Regions from separate parts of the Macaca mulatta genome. Here region 1 is linked to region 2. Evidence: chromatin contacts called from public Hi-C data. All regions are on one chromosome and are shown on one strand. The core of a region is the stretch at or near the end of the contact, and the rest is flanking DNA. Distances in the headings are between cores, read along the strand shown. Region 1 holds the start of ST7L (suppression of tumorigenicity 7 like). Region 2 holds the start of RHOC (ras homolog family member C).

Region 1 (6,947 bases), core at 73-2,572, 83 kb before region 2:
AGAGCGTAAAGCAGCCCCAGCCCCGCCACTAACCACACCGAGACCCCAGTCCCCGCCAGCCCGGCTCGCAGTCGCTCCCTCCAGCCCAACGTCGGGTTTAGGCCGGGGACAGGTGCAGGAGACGCTCTAGCAGCCGCGGCTTCACCCGAGCCGCCACCGTCCGCCATCTTGCCGCTATCGCAGGAGCCAGGAGCTGGGAGGGGAGAAGGACAGGAAACCGGGAGTCGGGAATCCTGGGATAGTGGCGGACCTGAAGTTGGCCTCTCTGAAGGCTGAGTCCTGGGGAACCGGGACCGAGAAGATTTCGAAGGTGGAGGAGCGTGTCTCAAGATTGAGGATACCTATTCCTTTGTGGGGCAGGGAAGGGGCGGACAGCAGCGCCTGTTCTGGAGGAACTGGACTAAGATGTGACCCCAAAGTGAAGTATTACCGCTTCCAAACGAAATGAGGGTCACCTTTCACACCCCCGCCCCCCGGGGTTGGAAAAGCCACCGATCGTTCCAGCGGCCGAGCAGCTCTTAGAGCTTTGGATTCGGCTGTCGTGGAGATAACGGGTACCAGAAAAACTGCAAGAGCGACTTGGTCGGATGGAGGCCAGGAGCCAAGAATAATCGAAACACGCTGCCAGCACCCATTAGATGGATGGGAAATGAGTGTAACTCATTGGGAAAGATATTAGACTTTAAATCACCGAAGGCAAAGCCTACTTCCTGGGGCGCGGGCGCGGGCGCTGGCACTAGTAGACGTCACTCCCGCGCATAACTGACATGGCGCCCTCTTGGTCGGCGTTTCCGGGCGGGTCCTTCCGACGGCCCCCGCGGTGATTCCATCACTCGGCTTTCTTCCCGGCCTGCCTAGCGCCCACACCCGGGCTGGGCCAGAACAGCCCAAGATGGCCGACTTCGATGATCGTGTGTCGGATGAGGAGAAGGTAAGGGGTCCGCCTCTCTCTCTTACCTCCTCCCCCGACAGGGAACTGGGGCTCGGCCCGGCTGCGTTGGGAGCCTCGCAGTGTCCCCAGGAAAAAGAAGCTTCTTTGTCAATGCTGACATACGCTCTCCGCAGTCGGGACGCTTCCCTCTTACGGGGCTTTCCTCTGCCTCACGGTGGCCCCAGTTCCTCGTTCCTCGACTCTCCTTTTCTCTCAGGCCTGAGGCACAGCCCAGGGGCCTCCCTGCGAGGGAACAGACGTTTCCTTTATTAGATCGTGACTGTGGACTTTTTTCCTGTAATTTTGAGAGTGGGTGGTGGTTATGTTGCTACATATCAAAAAGCAGTTATTTTACCGCCTTTAGCAGTTGGTGCTAACCCCCATCCCCCCATTTGTAGATATAATTGGGGTTAGTTTAGGGCGAGTCACTTCCTGGTCAGGATGGCCTCTTCCTTTTTGCTCCTCCTTCCTCAGGAAGTGATTTTGCTGTCACGACTCCTCGACAAGGAGAGGTCCCAAATGTTGTCCACCTCACTACACATGCAGTACTTTTCTCAAGTACTGTCGCCTGTCTGATTCGCTATAATAAATCTGTGAGCCTCAGGGCATGTGCTTCACAATTTGAGCACTAGACTTTCCCTGTAGACACACCCTTTTAACGATAATTTTTGAAAATTTTGTTTCTTGTTAACAAATGTAGAATAGCTGATGGATTTTCTTAACCTCAAGAAAGATTTTCTGTAACAGATAATAAACTGCATGTTAACACGTTCAAGACTTGACAAAGCGTCCTGCCTTCTCTGGTGCTCCACTGTGGAGTCTTTGATTAGCTGAATTTGTCAGTGTGCAGTTTGTATACTTATTTCTTGAAAAGCGTTTTAAATACAAGAGCACATTCTAAGGTGGAATAACTTTTCTTCTGACATTTGCACAGTTTCATAACAGTTTTGTCAGGCTTTTCAGTAAGTACATGATTTTAGGGCACGTGGAACTTAGAATGACCTCACGAGACAACTTACTTACAAGAATTATGACATTTGTCTCCTGCTGTGGCTATTGGAAAATGTGTCCCCTTGAGTGCTCTGTAAATCTACCAGGGTGTTTTTTTAAATAAGAAGTTGGGATGGGGAGGGGACTGTTATGATCCATAAGTCCTCTGCACCGAATAACTTGATACATCATACCTACATATGGCATGCCATTTTGAAATGCTTAACAAGCCATTGAACAACAGCATTAGATTTTCTCTTATTTGGAAACTGATCTTCATACATAAGATTTAGGACAAAAACAAAGACATATATGAGCTTATGCTGGAAATCAATCTATAATAAATTGTTCTAAGGCAAATAGTTACTATTCAAATAAAATTAAGCAAAAATCCTGTTATAATACAAATCCTGTTACAACTAAACAAATTTTTTTTTTTTTTTTTTTGAAACGGAGTCTCGCTGGGCTCACTGCAACTTCCGCCTCCCGAGTTCAAATGATTCTCCTGCCTCAGCTTCCCAAGTAGCTGGGATTACAGGCACCCGCCAACACGTCAAGCTAATTTTTGTATTTCTTGTAGAGACTGAATTTCGTCTTGTTGCCCAGGCAGGTCTCAAACTCTTGGGCTCAAGTCCATCCGCCTCCGCCACTTAAGTGCTGGGTTTACAGGCGTAAGCCACCGCGCCCGGTCAAAATTCCACAAATAATTTAAATAATAAACTTTTAAGTTTATTGTGCCTACGTGATACACATTGACCAGTGTTGTTGGATTTTTGTCTTCGATACCAGGTTAGAATGCCTTTAATTAAACTTGGGAAAGTATATTTTTTAAAATGCCAATTAAGATGTCTTTAAATACTGGCAGTGTTTTAATAACATTAACGTGTTGGGTTTTTTTTGTTTTGTTTTGTTTTGAGTTGGAGTTTCGCTCTGTCACCCCGGGTGATGTGCAGTGGTGCGATCGCTGCAACCTCTGCCTCTCTGGTTCCAGCGATTCTCCTGCCTCAGCCTCTCGAGTAGCTAGGATTACAGGCGCCTGTCACCACGCCTGGCTAATTTTTTTGTATTGTTAGTAGAGACAGGGTTTCACTATGTTGGCCAGGCTGGTCTCCAACTCCTGACCTCGTGATCTGCCCGCCTTGGCTTCCCAAAGTGCTGGGATAACAGGCGTGAGCCACTGCGCCCGGCCAGTCTTGGTTTTTTTAATAGCAGATCTGTGACCAGTTTCGTCTTCTAGCATAGTTTTTTTGTTGCCAAATATATTTCAATATTGCTTTTTATCTTGGTTACATTTTCTAAAGGCAGTAAACCTTTAGAAAATTTGGTGATAATGAATGGACTCTAATTTCCTTATAAATATGTATGTAAAAGCTAGTAAAATCATCTATTCTCATAACTGCTGAAGTTTTTTTAATCACTTTGTAAAAAGGAAGTTGGGTTTTGTTACCTGAAATGGTCATGATGAGCTATCTAAATAAAACAGGAAGTTGAAAGTGTAGTAACTTTTAGAAATAAACGTTTTAGTTGTAGCTTTGAGTTCACAGTTTCTGAGAATGAACCTGAGCTCTTTAGTTACATGCTTAGCAAGACAAAGATACCATAATTAGGAAGCCTGAAATATGAGATGAATTACTTCTTTGGGTTCTTTTCATTGTCTGTTTTTTTTATTTCATTCAACATTTGTAAAACATAAAAGCAAAGATAATTTTCTGGAAAAAAGTGTGATTAGCATATTTTTTCCCTTTAGCCTAACTAGAAGAATATTTGTGTACAATTTCAAAAGTATGGTAATTGAGAAGTTATGCTTTCAGTTTAGACTAATGCTTTCAGTAATAAGGTGACGTTTTCAGTATTAAGAAAAACTACATGCTTTCAGTTTAGACAACGGTAGTGGTTTTAAGGCATTTTTGAGAATCAAGTTTATCAGAATTATTTAGTAGAGCTGTAGAAAATGCTGTAAATAGATGAAATATGAAGGCTCTGTTAGAGCATATGAAAAATATTTATACTTTTTTTTGAAACAGAGTCTCGCACTGTCTCCCAGCAGGTTGGAGTGCAATGGCACGATCTCGGCTCACTGCAACCTCCACCTCCCGGGTTCAAACGATTCTGCTGCCTCAGCCTCCCAAGTAGCTGGGATTACAGGCACCTGCTACCACACCCGGCTAATTTTTTGTATTTTTAGTAGAGACAGGGTTTCAGTATGTTGGCCAGGCTGGTCTCAAACTCCTGACCTCATTATCCGCCCTCCTCGGCCTCCCAAAGTGCTGAGATTACAGGCGTGAGCCACTGTACCCACCAAATATTTATACTTTTAAACTGGATCCTTGATTATGTATTACCTCCATAATTTGCTAGTTACCATTGTAGGATAAAGCAAGCCCTAAAGATTGTTTGGTGTGGCTGTTTTCTAACGAGTCATCAATTAATATTAAAACTGTCATTCTTCCATCTTCACTTTTCAGTTAGCTTTGCTGAGAGGTATTCATATAATCTGTTAAGAAATCCTAGGACAGGCTGGGCTCGGTGGCTCACGCCTGTAATCCCAACACTCTGGGAGGCCAAGGTGGGCGCATCACCTAAGATCGGGAGTTCGAGACCAGCCTGACCAACATGGAGAAACCCCGTCTTTACTAAAAATACAAAAATTAGCTGGGCACAGTCGCGCATGCCTGTAATCCCAGCTACTCGGGAGGCTGAGGCAGGAGAATCGCTGGAACCTGGGAAGCGGAGGTTGCGGTGAGCCGAGATGGCGCTATTGCACTCCAACCTGAGCAACAAGAGTGAAACTCCGTCTCAAAAAAAGAAAAGAAAAAGAAATCCTAGGACAGGAACATAAAGCCTAATAAGCAAGTGTAAACTCACATGTCCAGTCTTTTGTTAGTAGTATTGATTTATCATAATTTCTTCCAGAACACTTGGCTGTTTTATTATGACCAGGCTTAATGCTAAACAAAGTAGTGTAAATTTGTCAGAAAATTCAGATCCCAGGTTTTTCTGATTGTGTAGCCATGCTTTTTTCACTATACTGTTCTTTTCCATATAGCTATGAATGAAAAACTAGAGTAGAGGCTTCCATCTAATGGATTATAAACGAGGTAGTATGGGTCGGGGGTGATGGCTCACGTTTGTAATCCCAAACTTTGGGAGGCCAAGGCTGTCGGATCCTCTGAGGTCAGGAGTTCGAGACCAGCCTGACCAACATGGTGAAACCCCGTCTCTACTAAAAATACAAAATTAGCCGGGCATGGTGGCACGCCAGCTACTCAGGAGCCTGAGGCAGGAGAATAGCTTGAACCCCGGAGGCGGAGGTTGCAGTGAGCCGAGATCATGCCATTGCATTCTAGCCTGGGCAACAGAGCAAAACTCCATCTGAAAAAAAAAGGGGGCGGGGGAGGTATTATGATGTAATGGAAAAGAGTGATTGTGAGTGTTAGATTTGGCCTTTCCCTGTCGTGCTTCTAGTCACCTTGTGACTGATTTTGGAAACATCACTTAACCTCTATGGGTGGGCCTTAATTTCCATCTAAAATAGAGAAGTAGGGGGGAATTGGATCAAACCAGCCCAAGAAAATTTAATTAACTATTTCAAACTCTAATGAAAAATCTCTATTTTAAAAATTGAAACACTAAAATGTTCCAAAAGGTTCTATTCATTGTCTGCTTTCCTACATTTGCCCTGATAAGAAGACTGAGTTGTTTGATGACTGAAAGCATGTGTCTTTATCTAGTGCCTATCATAGTGCCAAGCACACAGTGTAGGCACCGCCTATTGATATGAAAGAGAAAACAACTTCATTAATTCTCATATCTCCCCAGTTCACACCCCTTCATCTCCTATAAAACAACCCTTCCCCCACAATTGTTTCTGTTAGTCTCTAGGTGTTTCTTGTGGTCAAGAGTACGTCCACAGTTTGGGTGCCTCTGTGCATTCCTTGTATCTGAGCATCTACTGACATCATTGGTGCTCTGCTATGCCACTGCTGGGAACATTTGACCCCTCTAGGAGCATCTTCCTAATAGATCCCATAAACTGCAAAGCCTTATGGTTACCAAAATGATGGTGTGTATATATACACTGGAGCCTTGCAAAGCCCCTAATGAAAGTATTTCCTTCACCAGCTGGAAGTACTCTCCTTTAGCGAGCAGATTAAAACACACACCTGATGTGTGTTTTAAAGAAAAAGGACCGAAGAGAGAAAAAGTTTCCAAGGCATGAATGAATTAAGAGTGACAGATGCTACTGAGATAGAAAGATGAGGACAGAGAAAACAGCACTCACTCTGACAGTATTCTTTCCAACTGGATTTGGTAAATAAGAGTGAGAGGTACCTCGAGTGAGCAGTGGGAGAAGTCATACTGGAAGGGGTAAGCAGTGATTGACATAAGAAAGTAAAATAAATTCAGGTTCATCCAGACACCCCCCTAATCTTGCCTTGACCCAGAAACATTGTGGTCACAGGGCTTTCAGCCTCCCATTCCCATAAGAAAGCTTCCTAATTATGATATCTTGGTCTTGCCAAGCATTTAGAGGGCCTTCCTCTGTAGCCCTCCAGATAGTGATTTGAATTAAGTAAAGCTCTTTTTAGATAAGTGTTCTAGTCCAGTCTGAAATCAGCTTGTTGGTCTTTTTGGCACTGTCATTGCCCAGTACCAGCACGTTCTTGGCTCCTTGCCACATCTCTGGCCACAATGTGGGAGGCAAAGGCAGTGAGCATTTCCAGAGTGGTGAGATGAGGCGAGGTCCACACAGCATCTCTGAACAGCATGTCCACACAGGGCTCAGAGTCATCGTGCTGCATGTCCACCTCATGTCCACAGTATCTGAGCAGTTGAGATTGGTGGAGTGGACCTTCTAGTTATTCATCACCTAGAGGAAGATCCTCATCAACTCCACTTCTCAAAGGGGTGGAATTGAACCTGAACCTGCTTGACAGATGAGAGCCCAAGCCTAGCCAAGGTGGCTGCCTTGGTGATCCTCGTCCTGAAAGCCATTTCCATTAATTTAAAAATTGTAGGTATATAG
Region 2 (6,967 bases), core at 1,099-3,598:
TGGGCAGGCTGCCTTCCTCCCCCCTTCCTCCTGGGCCTGCCAGCAACACTGGGTCACTCAGCCCCTGGCAGGGGACAATGACCACACTGTAGGGAGCCACACATCCACCACAGCACAGTGACTGAGAAGAATCCACCAGGGAATCACCTCCACCCACTCTGGAACAGTCCCTTCCTCCCTTGGTCCAGCTCACCCACAGGCCCTGCCCACCCCTCCCTGTGACTCAGGGCAAGGAGTCAGCTTCCCGGGCTTCCAAGTGTCCCCCACCCCCAGCACACACGGCGAGCATCTGCACAGTTCATCACACCTTCGCAGCTTCCCTCACTTCCTCCTTCCCTGGGGAGGGGAACCGGCCTCCAGCCGGCTGAAGTTCCCAGGCTGCAGGAAGAGAGGGCGGGCTCTGGAGCTGAGATGAAGTCAAGGCTGTTGGGAAGGGGGAGGGGGCTAGAGTCTGGGTTGGGAGGAGTCCCAAAAGAAGAGACAAATGAGGGCCAGTCCCAGCACCAACCAGGCAGGGAGCAGTTAAGAAAGCGACGGTAACCTGATCTCGGCTTCAAACCTAGCTTTTTCTCTCAGTCCCACATCCTGTCAAACTGGGCTGACTGAAGGCCTCTACTCCCCACACCCCGCCACCACCTCACACTGCCCTTTAGGAAACGAATCCTCCAGCCCCAGGCCTGTTCCCTTCAACAGCAGATCCTAGGTGGCCCTTCCCTTGCCTCCACACACATTCACAAAACTGTCGGTTTTGTGGACGTGAGTCAGAGAATTTACAGGAGTTCAAAGTACACAGCCACACTCTTCCCACCAGAAAATGGACTCTCTCTGATTCCCCAGAAGACAAGCAAGAAGGCTTTCACCCTGCCGGCAGATAGCCTCCAGAAATGGAAACCACCCTCCAAAAAGAGGGTTCCTCGGGAATTCTATCCAGGTGACTGACGCTAGGATTTCTTCCAACTCCTCCACCCACTCCATTAGTTCACCTTGCCCTGTTTTGTAAAGATGGGCTGGGGTAGCCCCACCCTGGGGTGGGCAGTGTTGGAGGGCAATCACTACTGGGGTGAAAGCCAGTCACTTAGGCATGAGTATGTCACTGCTGTCCCCCCAGCAGGGTAATTCAGATGGCACCAGAGTGGAAAGAGGCAGAGGACAGAAGCCTGGGGTTGAGGCATGCGTTAAGGGACCTGGAGCCTCCAGCTCAATTAGAAGACCTTCCCTCCAGGCTATGGTTGGGCCGGAACAGCAGGCAGCCCAGGCCAGGCCAGGACACTAGGCCCAAGGCCAAGATGGCATGGATAACTCCCTATGGGAGGCAGCCCCAGAGGGACTGTCCCACTGACCCCTTAAGAGGGGCAACTGAGCCCCACACAGGTCCTGGAATGGAGCCTGGAACTTCTGGGGCCTTCCCCAAGACAAGACAGTGTGGATACACCAGATCTCTCTCCAACCGCTCTCTTGAATTCCCAGATGATCCAGAGCGGCCGGTTGACTTTGCTGACCCACCCTACACCTAGGGAAGGAATCCGTTCTGGAGATACCAGGAGATACCTCATTCTCAACTTTAAAACCAGAGTGAGGGTGGGACTCGGCCTCAGGATCCCAGCCCCAAAACCCCAGGATACACACACACACACACACACACACACACACACACACACACACACACACACACACACACACACACACACACACACACACACACACACACACACACACACACACACACACACACACACACACACACACACACACACACACACAGTTGGATCCTTCCCCATCTCCCTTATCCTCAACACAAGCGGGCTCCAGGAACCGTCTAGGGCGGCGTCCAGACCCTGCCGAACAGTGGCAGGTCCCAATGGTCACATCCCGCCCCTATTCCCGCCATGCCTCCCTCCTGGCCTGGAGGAATTCCCACCCCATCCCACTCTAGGTCCCCTGCGGCCGCCCGCCCTGGGGGCTGGAGCGTCTGAGTTGAGGCTCCCTCGCCCCTCACCCGGCGGGGCAGGTTCCAGGAAGCTGGAAGGAGAGGGGAAGGGGCTCCGACTCGGACCTCAGGAGGCGAGAGCCCCTGCCAGCAAGTCCGGGCCCCCTCGCTGCAGCCCGGGGAGGTGCCGACGCGGCCGACCCCCGCCCAGCCCGGATGCCGACTCCGCAGGGAGGGAACGGGGTCCAAGCCCAGGCCGAAGCCCCCTCCCTGCACGGGCCTCGATCTCCGGCCCAGAGAGGAAGGCAAAGTGCTCTCCCGGGGACGAGTTCCCAAGACGCCCCGCTGCCCGCAGCCCCGGCCCAGGGTACCTTCGGTTCCGCCGCCTCCAGCTGCGCGGCCGGTGCCTGAGGCTCAGACTGACCCCAGGGCCCCGCCCCGCCCTCCTCCAGCTCCGCGGCGGGGAGGGCGGGCCCGGCAGGGGGAGGGTCGGCTGGGGGCGGCCCTTGGCTCGGCCCGCCCCGGCCCCGCGCAGGGCGGCCGCCGCTTCCCTGGTCCGCAGGCCTGGGGCCGGGGGCGTCCACTCCGCCAGGTAGGGGAGGGCCACGGGGTTATTCCGGGACTGCGGAGGAGCCGGGCGAGCGGGGCCAGCACTACCTGGGTGAACTCACTCTGCCCAACCTTCCAGCCCCTAGGGGAGGACCGGCGTCGGGAAAGTTAAGAGTGCTCGGGGTGGGGTCAGGAAGGGCCGCTGCTGCCCTCCTGTGGCCAATCAGCCACCAGCTCTTGCTGCACCTGGGACCTCTCCGGAGGCGGGACTGGGAAAGGGCAGCCCCCGGCACGTCCCAGGGCCCGGCGTGGGTGTGTTGGTTGGGGGAGATGTCCACTCTCTTGTTCCTAGGATCGTACAGCCCAACGTCATCCCCCAAACTTGAAGACCTCTCAGAGCCGTTCAGACCCAGACCAGCGTTCCTCCTCACAATTCGCTTTCCTCCCTGGGCCTGGAATTTCCAGGAGTCCAATTCCTACCTACTCCTCAAAGGGTGCTCCTAGAAATGCTTCCGGATCCCAGCTGGGAATTCTGTTCCCACTTCTAGTTCTGACTTGGTGTATAGGATACTTACCTACACGCGTATCTCCTTTTCCTGTAAGGAAGCTGAGGAGGTGGGAGTAGAATGAGGACGTCCACCAACATTTCATTGGCTTGTGCTTGGGACACTACACAGCTTAACCCTTTCAATATTCATCACAGATCTTTGGGGAAAATATACCCATCCCTTTTTGCCCATAGGGAAGCTGAGGCTCAGAGAAATCAAGTGGCTTACACAAATGTTTTTGACTTGTGACAGCAAGAATTCACAAAGCCGGGCCTGTCTGGCTCCAAACTGGTGGTCTGGCCCTGCTACTTCCCAGGCTCCTCCAGCCTGTCCCTTCCCCCGTTGTCTAGCACAGTGAGTGGCACGTAATAGGTTGCCAACAAATATTTGATGAATGAATGAATGTTAGGAGTCATACAGACTTTATCTGAAGTGCAATCCAGACATTTGACAAATGTGAAAACTGAGGTCCACAGCAGTTTGACCCCAGGCCTCTTAACTGGCTCAGTAAACATTTCTTGAGGGTGAACTGAGAGCTATGTTTGGAAGATCCATTTCTGCCTTCAAACAACTTAAGAGTCTAAATGAGGAATGCAGACAATTTCAAGATGGCTAACATTTATTGAATCCATATTACATGGACCTGGGTCCACATACATTAACTACAAAAATCTCATGAGGTAGCTATCTTCATTTTACTGAGAAGCAAATTGAGGTTCAGAGAGGTTACAAAGCTAGTGCTGGGTCTGACACTAGAACCCAAACAACTGAACTCTAGAGCCCCTGTTCTTAATTGCCACTCCCTACTGACTCCTAATGTAGACAGTTATGATACAGGAGGTCATTGCTGTAGTGTGGGCCTGTGTGGCTGTGGGATACCCAGTCCTGAACAGCAGGTGAAGTTTTCAAGATAAGGTGATGTGTAGATTTCTTTAATTAAAAAATTTTAATTTTTTCTTTTTTTTTTTTTTTTTTTTTTGAGACGGAGTCTCGCTCTGTGGCCCAGGCTGGAGTGCAGTGGCCGGATCTCAGCTCGCTGCAAGCTCCGCCTTCCGGGTTTACGCCATTCTCCTGCCTCAGCCTCCCGAGTAGCTGGGACTACAGGTGCCCGCCACCTCGCCCGGCTAGTTTTTTGTATTTTTTAGTAGAGACGGGGTTTCACCGTGTTAGCCAGGATGGTCTCAATCTCCTGACCTCGTGATCCGCCCGTCTCGGCCTCCCAAAGTGCTGGGATTAAAGGCTTGAGCCACCGCGCCCGGCCTTTTTTTTTTTTTTTTTTTGAGACAAGATCTCTGTTGTCCAAGTGTGCAGGGCAAAATCTCAGCTCACTGCAGCCTCAACTTTCTGGGTTCAAGTGATTCTCCCACTTCAGCTTCCCCAGTAGCTGGGACTAGAGGCGTGTACCACCACACCTAATTTTTGTATTTTTTGTACAGATGGGGTCTTGCTATATTACCCAGGCTGGTGACAGGCCTTTTCTAATTATTTTGCTCATCTTTATTTTTGCTTCCCTTAGCTTACTTTGGGTTTAATTTGCTGTTCTTTTTCTAGCCTCTTAAGGTGGAAACAGATCACTGATTTGAGATCTTTATTCTTTTCTACTATAAGCAATACTCTTAATTTCCTTGGATGCTTAACTGCTTCCCACAGGCACTCACCACTACATTCAGCTATTTTTTTATTTTTCTGTAGAGATGGGGTCTCACTATTGCCCAGGGTGGTCTTAAACTCCTGGGCTTAAGCAGTCCTCTCACCTCTGCCTCCCAAAGTGTTGGGATTACAGGTGTGAACCACCATGCCCGGCAGTAGATGTTGGATAAGTTGGAGCTACTAAAAGCCCACAGTTATGCAAACCCCAGGAAGGTGGTGGTGGTGGTGAAAAATGAGGCTGGAGAAGGAAGCAGTGGCTGGATCATGAAGGTCCTTATATGCCATGCACAGGAGTTGAGTGTTGATTTTGTTCTAGGCGCAGTAAGGAGCCACTAAATGTAGGAGGCCAATATAGTAAAAGGTGGTGGTGACTGAAGGCAGAGAGAGGTGGAGACAAGTAGAGAAATATTTTTAAAGGTCTATAGTCAACAATACTTAGTGATCAATTACCTTGATGGGAAAGAAATGAAAGCAAAGGGTGACCAACTCCAGGATTTCTAACTGGAGCAGCAGAGCTGGTGCACATTGAGGGGATATACCAGGAGAAGGAACATGTTATGGAGGGCAGTGGTGAATTTAGTTTGAGGTATTTGAATTGAAGTGCCAGCGGGCTGTCCAGGAGATGACTGGAATGTGTGGATCTAAAGCTCAGGAAGGGTCTGGGCAGATGGGTGAAGCCACAGAAGTGGCCAGTGACACTCACAGCAAATGCGTGGAGTGGAAAGAGTGGCGGGCGGAATAAAGAACCTGGGGAATACCACATTTCTAGAACTGTTCTGGTGCTCTTTCCACCACCCCACAGAGCTTTCTTCTTATCTTTCAGTTTCTAGTCAAAGCAAATAAAGACACACACCTTTATCCATCTGGTTTATTTGCCAATAGCTATAATTTTGGATATAGCAGGCATCCCTTCTTCAGTTAAGCTGCCACTAAAGAAGGGTCAGGGAGACAACTTCAGAATTTGGGCTGTGAGAAGAGTAAGTATGGAGAGGCTGGGATGGTGGTGGGAGGGATGATGTTCAGCCCCTCAGGAGTAACTGCCTGGCCCTCCCAGGGGGATGACGAAGACAGAGATGTCATCCCCGGAACCCAGCTTGTTGTTGGGGAGACGCCAGCCACGGTCCCGGGGGGTACCCCGGGCCCCCAGGACCAGAGCTTGGGCCAGAGCTGTATACCTGCCAGAAGCACACATGCACATTCATGTACCAACATGTATGTGGGAAGACAGATACACAGGCCCACATGTGGGGTCCCAAGCATTGCTTCCCTTTGACCCTTCCTTCACCAGTGCCATCCCCTTACCACCATGCCATGCAGCCCCTACCTGCTATGGTCATTGGGCTCATAGGCCGACAGCACCCTGTCCACAGTGGCAGCCACCTCATAGTCAGTAGTGACATCCCACAGGCCATCTGTTCCCAGGACTAGTACATCATCTGGGCAATGCTCATATTGCGTCAGGTCATATACTCGTACCTGGTGGGAGAAAAGGGCGGAGAGGATTGAGGTGTGGGGTTTGCTGGACAGGGAGCCTGGGGATAAAGGGACTGCAGATGAAAGCTGGCCTGAGACCCCCAGAGAAGGCAAGAGGTGGTTTAAGGGGGACCACCGTATGGCTCACCTCAGGGAAGCAGGAGAGAAAAGGCTTGATGGGCAGGGTGGAACTGCAGACCTTAAGATTGTGGTCTCCCAAGCCTCGGGTCACCCCAATGGTGGCCATCACCCGAGCCTGAAAGAAATGAGGAGGGAGTGCCACTCTAGTCCTCTGCCAGATTCTCTGAGACCAAAGATCCCTTCCACCCCTACCCTCAGGTAGAACCTCCACCTCCCTAGACAAGTTGTGACAGGTCCTCCTGCCCTCTCCCACCTCTACCATGGAGTTTACCTTTTTGCCCTCCCCACAGACCAGAGGAAACCTGAGATCCTCCAGCTCGATCTTTTTGTAGGCCCTGGGGAGGGGGGAGTAGAGGAGGCATCACCCAGGCATCAAAGTCCCTCTCCCCTAGGAGCTGCGCACCCTCACACAAACCCCTTAGAAAGGCCACATCCTCCCAACTCCCAGCCTCCAGCTTCCACCTTGCTGCGGGCGAGGGGCTGGTTGTGTTGCCATGGGAACGGGCCCCAGCTCTGAGGGAAGTGTTACCAGCCGGTCATGTTCTGGTCCCGGTACAACATCCTCTGCCCCAGCTCCTTGGGCAGAACTCTGCGGGGGAACTCAAGGTGGGTGAATTCACTGCCTAGCAGCTCTGGTTTCAGGAAGCCCTAGAGTTAGGGATGATCAGAATAGAGAGCC

Evidence for each region. Hi-C and Micro-C count contacts between places; a contact is called where the count stands out from the background.
Region 1: a contact with region 2 is called in a Hi-C map of liver, with 5 times the contacts expected there. The contact joins the promoter of ST7L here to the promoter of RHOC in region 2. A contact is called at or near these places in 3 of 14 Hi-C or Micro-C datasets (blood, cortical neurons and liver).

Annotation. Positions count from the first base shown.
Region 1 is chr1:127,631,261-127,638,207 of T2T-MMU8v2.0, reverse strand. ST7L (suppression of tumorigenicity 7 like) reads right to left here and starts at 1,322. Exons shown (of 15, transcript XM_015148385.3): 1 at 958-1,322. CAPZA1 (capping actin protein of muscle Z-line subunit alpha 1) reads left to right here and starts at 498. Exons shown (of 10, transcript NM_001261214.1): 1 at 498-931. The coding sequence starts at 893.
Region 2 is chr1:127,549,178-127,556,144 of T2T-MMU8v2.0, reverse strand. It overlaps RHOC (ras homolog family member C), which reads right to left and starts at 2,348. Exons shown (of 5, transcript XM_015148464.2): 1 at 2,299-2,348. It overlaps PPM1J (protein phosphatase, Mg2+/Mn2+ dependent 1J), which reads right to left. Exons shown (of 10, transcript XM_015148456.3): 6 at 6,818-6,936; 7 at 6,560-6,623; 8 at 6,296-6,403; 9 at 5,999-6,150; 10 at 5,529-5,849. The coding sequence ends at 5,702.